2 separate regions of the Mus musculus genome follow, and region 2 is linked to region 1. The links are chromatin contacts, called in public Hi-C maps. All regions are on one chromosome and are shown on one strand. Each heading gives the region's core, a stretch centred on a gene start, on an enhancer-like site or on the middle of the called end of the contact. The rest is flanking DNA. Distances are from core to core; before and after follow the strand shown. Region 1 holds the start of Col6a1 (collagen, type VI, alpha 1). Region 2 overlaps Adarb1 (adenosine deaminase, RNA-specific, B1).

Evidence for each region. Hi-C and Micro-C count contacts between places; a contact is called where the count stands out from the background.
Region 2: a Hi-C map of muscle stem cells shows a contact between it and region 1, with 3 times the contacts expected there. The contact joins the enhancer-like site here to the promoter of Col6a1 in region 1. A contact is called at or near these places in 2 of 39 promoter capture datasets (both in embryonic stem cells), 1 of 484 Hi-C or Micro-C datasets (muscle stem cells) and 1 of 115 datasets of contacts at active chromatin or transcription factors (pancreatic cancer cells).

What each region holds. Positions count from the first base shown.
Region 1 is chr10:76,724,511-76,727,535 of GRCm38.p6, forward strand. It overlaps Col6a1 (collagen, type VI, alpha 1), which reads right to left and starts at 1,534. Exons shown (of 35, transcript NM_009933.4): 1 at 1,310-1,534; 2 at 429-558. The coding sequence starts at 1,403.
Region 2 is chr10:77,405,111-77,408,135 of GRCm38.p6, forward strand. The region is part of intron 1 of Adarb1 (adenosine deaminase, RNA-specific, B1); the gene reads right to left. Among named protein-coding and RNA genes, the nearest start is that of Adarb1, 12 kb to the right of the region's middle. Within about 2 kb of position 1,626, at least 40 of the 459 cell types and tissues checked have an H3K27ac peak or open chromatin away from gene starts, as enhancers often do. A contact at or near this core is called in muscle stem cells, where this site is marked.

The DNA.
Region 1 (3,025 bases), core at 284-2,783:
CCTCCTCCCAGGCCCTGTGATGAAGACACTGGGGATGTTCAGCCCAGGACTTAGGTGAAGGCTCTAGTGCCCATGTGGACAGGTGGGAACTCTGGCCACAAGGCATAGCTACACATCTGGCAGACTCCTCAGACCCTGTCTGTGTGTTTGGAGTATGGAGACCTCACAACTCTATACTCAGAACGGTCTTCTCAGCCCTATTGACAAGGTGACTTCCCTCTCTCCCCGCTGTCCCTTCTCCCACCCACTCATCCTCTCTCCTGTCCCTCTGAGCTGCAGAGACATGGGATGGAGCTCTGGACAGCTTCTGGAATGTGGAGTTAAGGCTCAGCTCTACCTGCAGGTCCAGTCCCCCACCCCCACCCCCACCCCTACCCCCACCCCAGGACCACAGAGCTACAGGACAGGCCAAGGCAAGCTCATTCTACCTGTCTCTCAGGTTGTCAATGAAGCGCTTAGTGAAGGACTTCACCTTGTCCACCAAGGCCCCATAAGGTTTCAGCCTCAAGGCCACACTCTCCGAGGTGTCGAGCACGAAGAATAGATCCACAGGGCAGTCTGAGCCAGAGAAGATCCCATGAGCCATGCTCTGAGCCCCACTGGGGGCACAAGGCCCCATTCACATATCCCCATTCTGGCCAGGGGCTTCCTGGCCAGACACCATCCATTCTCACCAGCAGAGCTCCGAGCAGGTGATCAGTGCAGCCCCAGCCCCTCACCTGCCTGGTGGGTAACACCCAGCAGGGTCTGAGTGAGAGCCAAGTCTCAGGGTGTCCTGTCCTTGGACAGAGCCTTGCTCAGTTACAGTGGCCTTGGCCAGTTACAGAGTGCAGGGGCTGCCTGGGAGAACTGGACTATTTCTCCTTATGGTCTCAACCCAAAGCCACCAGATCTATGACCTCCCCCTGAGTTGTGAAGAGGCAGGTTACCTATGCTGGCTATCAAGCAAAGAGAGATTATCAGTCATTCGCTCAGGACAGAAATGGACCAGGCTCCCCTTGCTGCTCAGTCCCTCTGGAGTTTACCAACCTGTCATCTCCCTAGCATGGCAAGATTCGGGGTGACAGGACTCCAGGGCCTTTTGGCTGGGAGCCGGGTATTATATAGCTGCTTCAAGACAGGAACCAAATAGAATGCAGGCTTGGACAAGGGGAAAGTCCCCTTCTTAGTGGCTCTCCACAAGATTAAGACAAAGGGTGGGGGGGAGGTGGGACACCGGACAGTACCTTGTGGGGTATTGAGCCCCATCAACTTTCAGGCCTTCAGGCAGCTAAACACAGCACACAGGGAGCACAGCCAGTTTACTCACCTTGGAAGGCAATCGCTTTGGAGCCCTGGATGTCCTGTGTGGCCACCCAGCAGGCTTGTAGCAGCAGGGGCAGCAGAGCGTGGGCCAGCCTCATGTTTCTGGCTGGCCTGCGAGTCACCGTCAAATGTGGGCCAGGGTCAGGGTGGGCGCTGGGAAAGGCAGAGTGAGAGGTTGTCTCTGCTTGCTGCAGTCAGAGCCCAGAGCTGAGGAGAGAGCCAGGGAGGGTGGAGGGAGGGAGGGAGGGAGGTGCAAAGAGGGGAGGGATCAGGAGAGGAGGGGGAGAGGAAGGGGAGGGCCTCAAAGCTGAGTGAGTCACAGCATCAGCATCGGGTCTCTGGAACCTTGAAGAGAAAAAGGCCCTCTCCTCTCGGGTACTAGGCACCAGGACACTCCTGGGCTGTGGACTTCCTGTTGCTACGGTGTGTGGGATGTTTACCCACTCAGAGTCAACTGTCCAGTGTAACATAGAAGAAAATATATGGTGAACAAACTCTGTGATTCCCAAAAGAAGTTCCAGGAAATATTTCTGGTTGTTTCATTCCAAATACCGCCTTTGGGACTATGCAGCCCAGCTTTCTGGTGTGAGCCACAAACGTGGCTTTCTCCAGTGCTGGTGATTTCTGCGTAGCCGTCACTTTGGCTTAGTTAAATACTTAACTTGCAAAAGATATTTGATCTTTCGATCTTTATTATGGAAATCCAAGTTGTCAACACTAACCACATGGATGTATTTGTATAAGAGTCTCTTTTTATTTCTGTTTCTCTCTGTGTGTCTCTGTGTGTGTGTTGATAACATCTGGGCTCCAGATAAAGCCAGAACCATCCTTACCCAGAGCAAATTCCAGAAGAGTGGTATAGTCATTATAATACAAAAACTTGGTTACAAATTTCAGCATCATTAATAATAAAAGTCTGTAAAGAAAAGTGACAGTGACTCCTAGGACTCAGTGAGACTGTGTCCTTTGTCCTCCTCATGCCAGCCCTACAGTATATGTCACCATGGTGGACACATGTTCTTCCTGGCAGTAATCTCATGCCCACCCACCGCCCCAACCTGAGCATCAGGCCATTGGCTTTGGGCTGTGGCTTCATGCTGTACATGTGGCTTTTTTTCTTGGCCTTTGGAGCCTCCACAAGCTGAGCTATTTCCTTTATAGGGTGGTTGCACAATAAAGACAGCTTAAGCCCTTCAGGGCAGGGCCTGGTGTGTCCCTGGGTATTGATGGATACCCTGACGGACACAGGAATAGACACACTGGCAGCCATGATTCCCATGCTGGGCTTTCTAGGATGTGCTCTTCTGAGCCAAAGAGCAGGGGCCTGTCATGTAGCAGATGCATGGTATCACACAGCGACAGTCATAGAGGTCTCCCGGTTGGGTTCAGAGCCATGCCCTGTCAGCAGGCCTGGCGGATCTTGAGGTGATGAATAAAGGGTGGTCAGGAAAATACACAGCACCAGCACTCCAGTCTGCTAACCCCAGCAGGCTACATAGCATTGGCTGACTCTGGACCTGTGACCCTGATTTACTTAACCTATATTCCCCAGGATGGGTAGATGATACTGCAGATGCAGCCTCAGGATGGGGGAGGGGGGTGTAGCCCAGGTAGAGCAGTCAGCTGTGGCTTACGGGCGTTCTAACCAAGGAACTTGGGCAGACCCTTCACACAGCTGGCTGTATTCGTCCTTTTCTAGCTGGTCCGGTGCCAGTTCATG
Region 2 (3,025 bases), core at 376-2,875, 680 kb after region 1:
GATTCCTAGAAGTGAAGCTAGGTCAAAGGTAAGCATCTATGTGGTTTTACAGGCAGAATGTGAGTTTTATTTAGTAGGTTCCATGGATCAACCAGTACAGTTGATTTTCTCTTCTGATAAGTGAGAAATGCATGCATGTATGCATGCACTCACACACACAAATACTGCTAAGAATATGACATAAGACTGCCATTTTAAGAAACCTACATAACAGGGCTGGAGAGATGGCTCAGTGGTTAAAGAGCACCAACTGCTCCTGAGGTCCTGAGTTCAAATCCCAGCAACTACATGGAGGATCACAACCATCTGTAATGAGATCTGATGCTCTCTCCTGGGGTGTCTGAAGACAGCTACAGTGTACTTAGATATAATAATGAATAAATCTTTAAAAAAAACTTACATAGCTTCTGTTTAACATTATGGTCAAGATAATTCATCCCAGAAACAACCAAGATATACAGTTTGGAGAAATCCTCAGTAGAAAGCCATGGAAAACCAACCCATTGGACAGAAATAGAAAAACAGGTCCATACAAAGACTTTTTACTAATGTTTGAAGTAGCACCATTAGCAATAGTCACAAAGCAGAAAACAGCCTAAAGCTCATCTCTGGTAAGGGATAACCAGGATGTATTACAGCCACACAACAAAGGGGCAGGCCCCTGCAGTCCAGCAGGGTGGGTGAACCATAGACGCATGTAAGTGAACTTACACCCTGAATAGAATGCAGATGGCCTGTGGTGATGGAAATACCTGAAACAGACATAGGGAACACTCCAGGCAATAGGATGCTCCGAGACTGGACCATGGTAACATTGCTACAACCCAGACCTGCAAGAAAATCTCTTAACTAAAAATAAGCAACTTCATTTTCTGCCTCATCCTCCTAGAGAGCTCTGAAAATTAACCTCCAGACATTTTGATCCTCTTTGCAGTATGTATTGCTTCTTTCAGCAGTCAGTAAAATGGAGAAAATTCCTGGATCAATTCTTGGATGGACTGTGACAAGACAGGGAGCTGACCTTATGCCTGCATGGCGCTGCACTGTCCTGCTCTCAGGAAACACAGCTAGCAGAGTCCGGTGAATCTCCGTGCTCAAAACGGCTGCAGAAACACACACACACACACACACACACACACACACACACACACACAAACACACACACACACCTCCCCCCGCGGTTTGCTCCAACCAGAGTCTTCAGGAATAAACAAACCTAAGCCCACTAAGAGTGTGCCCTTCACATACATCCCATGTGTATCTACAGCTCATCAACACAGGGAGAACTTCACAAGCAGTACTGGGAACTATATGCGAGGCATGCACAGGAGGCACATACTGGCACTGCACTGCAGGTTACTCAGCACTGGCTTTCTCTGTGGAAATATACTCATTCTCCTTATACAGTCTCACTAGAGGGATGGAATTAAAGAACAGAAAGGGTTTCTGTGAAATGATCCAATATGCCACTCAGGCATCCGCATGTGGGCGATAATCATCTACTATGAGGTACCAAGAAAAATAGAGGGAAAAAAATCCCCGGAGCAGAAGTCAATGTCTCTGCTCCTGGTAGCTCTGTGGCATAAGTGCCAAAGGACAGCTGGTTAACAGAATCCAGACAGAGGTTTTCCTCGGAGCCCTTCCAAAAGCCAGTGGAGATGTTATGCAAGCCAATCTTTTTCACGGGGTTTCAGCAATGGTGAAATCTAGGTTGAACTCTGTGATCTCAAGTGTAGCTCTGACACCCTTATGACTCATTCCTCTCAATTCCACGTCTCAGGGAACAATGATGCAGATTCAACTCCCCAGACCAGCTTCTAACTGCACCAGTTACCCACCCATTGGCTACTATGCCACTACCTTCTTGGAACTGGGAATTTAAACAACAACAAACATTTATTGCATGAGATTCTGTAAAAGTTTATATAGCGTTTTAATGAAAATAAAATTTCAATGTATTATGAAAGGAAAAATAATCCCCTGGGAGCATTCCACAAAAGAACACTATGTTACACAGAAAAAAAATTAATAAACCCAAATACAAAGTGATAATTCAATTCCAGAATAACAATTTAGCTCTATTGTTATTTTGGGTGGATATTTCCCCAGAAAGAGATCAATCTGTATTCATGGACCGTGCTAAGAACTACCATGCACTTGATGTAACTAATTTTCCTCCTATCTAGAACAGTGTGGACATGAACAATCGGGTCACTGTACCTTGAACTGTGATCCAAGTACCTGACTCTCTTGGAGCCTTTACCTTCATACAGATAGGTCTCAGGCCATGTGCACTCAGGCCTAGAACATGTATAGGTTAACACTAAGGCTTTCTCCCATTCTTGTGTGAGGTGTGTGTTTGGGGGTGAGGGGTGGTCATGTCAGGGGCCACCCAGGTACTGAGTGCCCTCTCTCTGAGTCAGCAGACAGAATTCTACCTGTTCTTGTGCAGCAAGGTGACAGGCTCTGCCAATTCAGCACCCACCACAAGATTCCACCTTAGGAGAAAAAGAAAAAAATCTGAGGAAGAAGGTGCCTGGTACAGAGAAAAAGAAAGAAAGCATGAGAGGCATCCGATTGGAAGGGCTCTGAGGTCAGGCTCCCAGCATTCTCAAATAAATACCTTTTCTCAATAGAACCGACTTACCTAAGGTAGGCTAGCCATCATGATGTCAGTGTACTCGGGTTGTACTTTTTAACAACAACAACAGTCTGTATTTATGTGCACTGCCCATAAGCAAAAGCAGAGGAAACCTGTGTGACTTTCTGATTTTGTTTTCTAGCCCAATTGGTAAATAATGTCAGGGTTAGGGATAATTAAATCTTAAATGATTATCTTAATGACCTCCAAACTCACAAAACTGCTAGGTTCAAGACAACAGACAACCTAATAATCCCTTTGTACCAAATGAAGTGCAAAAGGGTTGACCAACTCTGCTCTGTGAGGCTTGTCTCCTATTTCCACACAAAACCTGAGTCCCTTACTTCACCTCCTTCAATTCTGCCCAATCAGGCTCAATTCCTC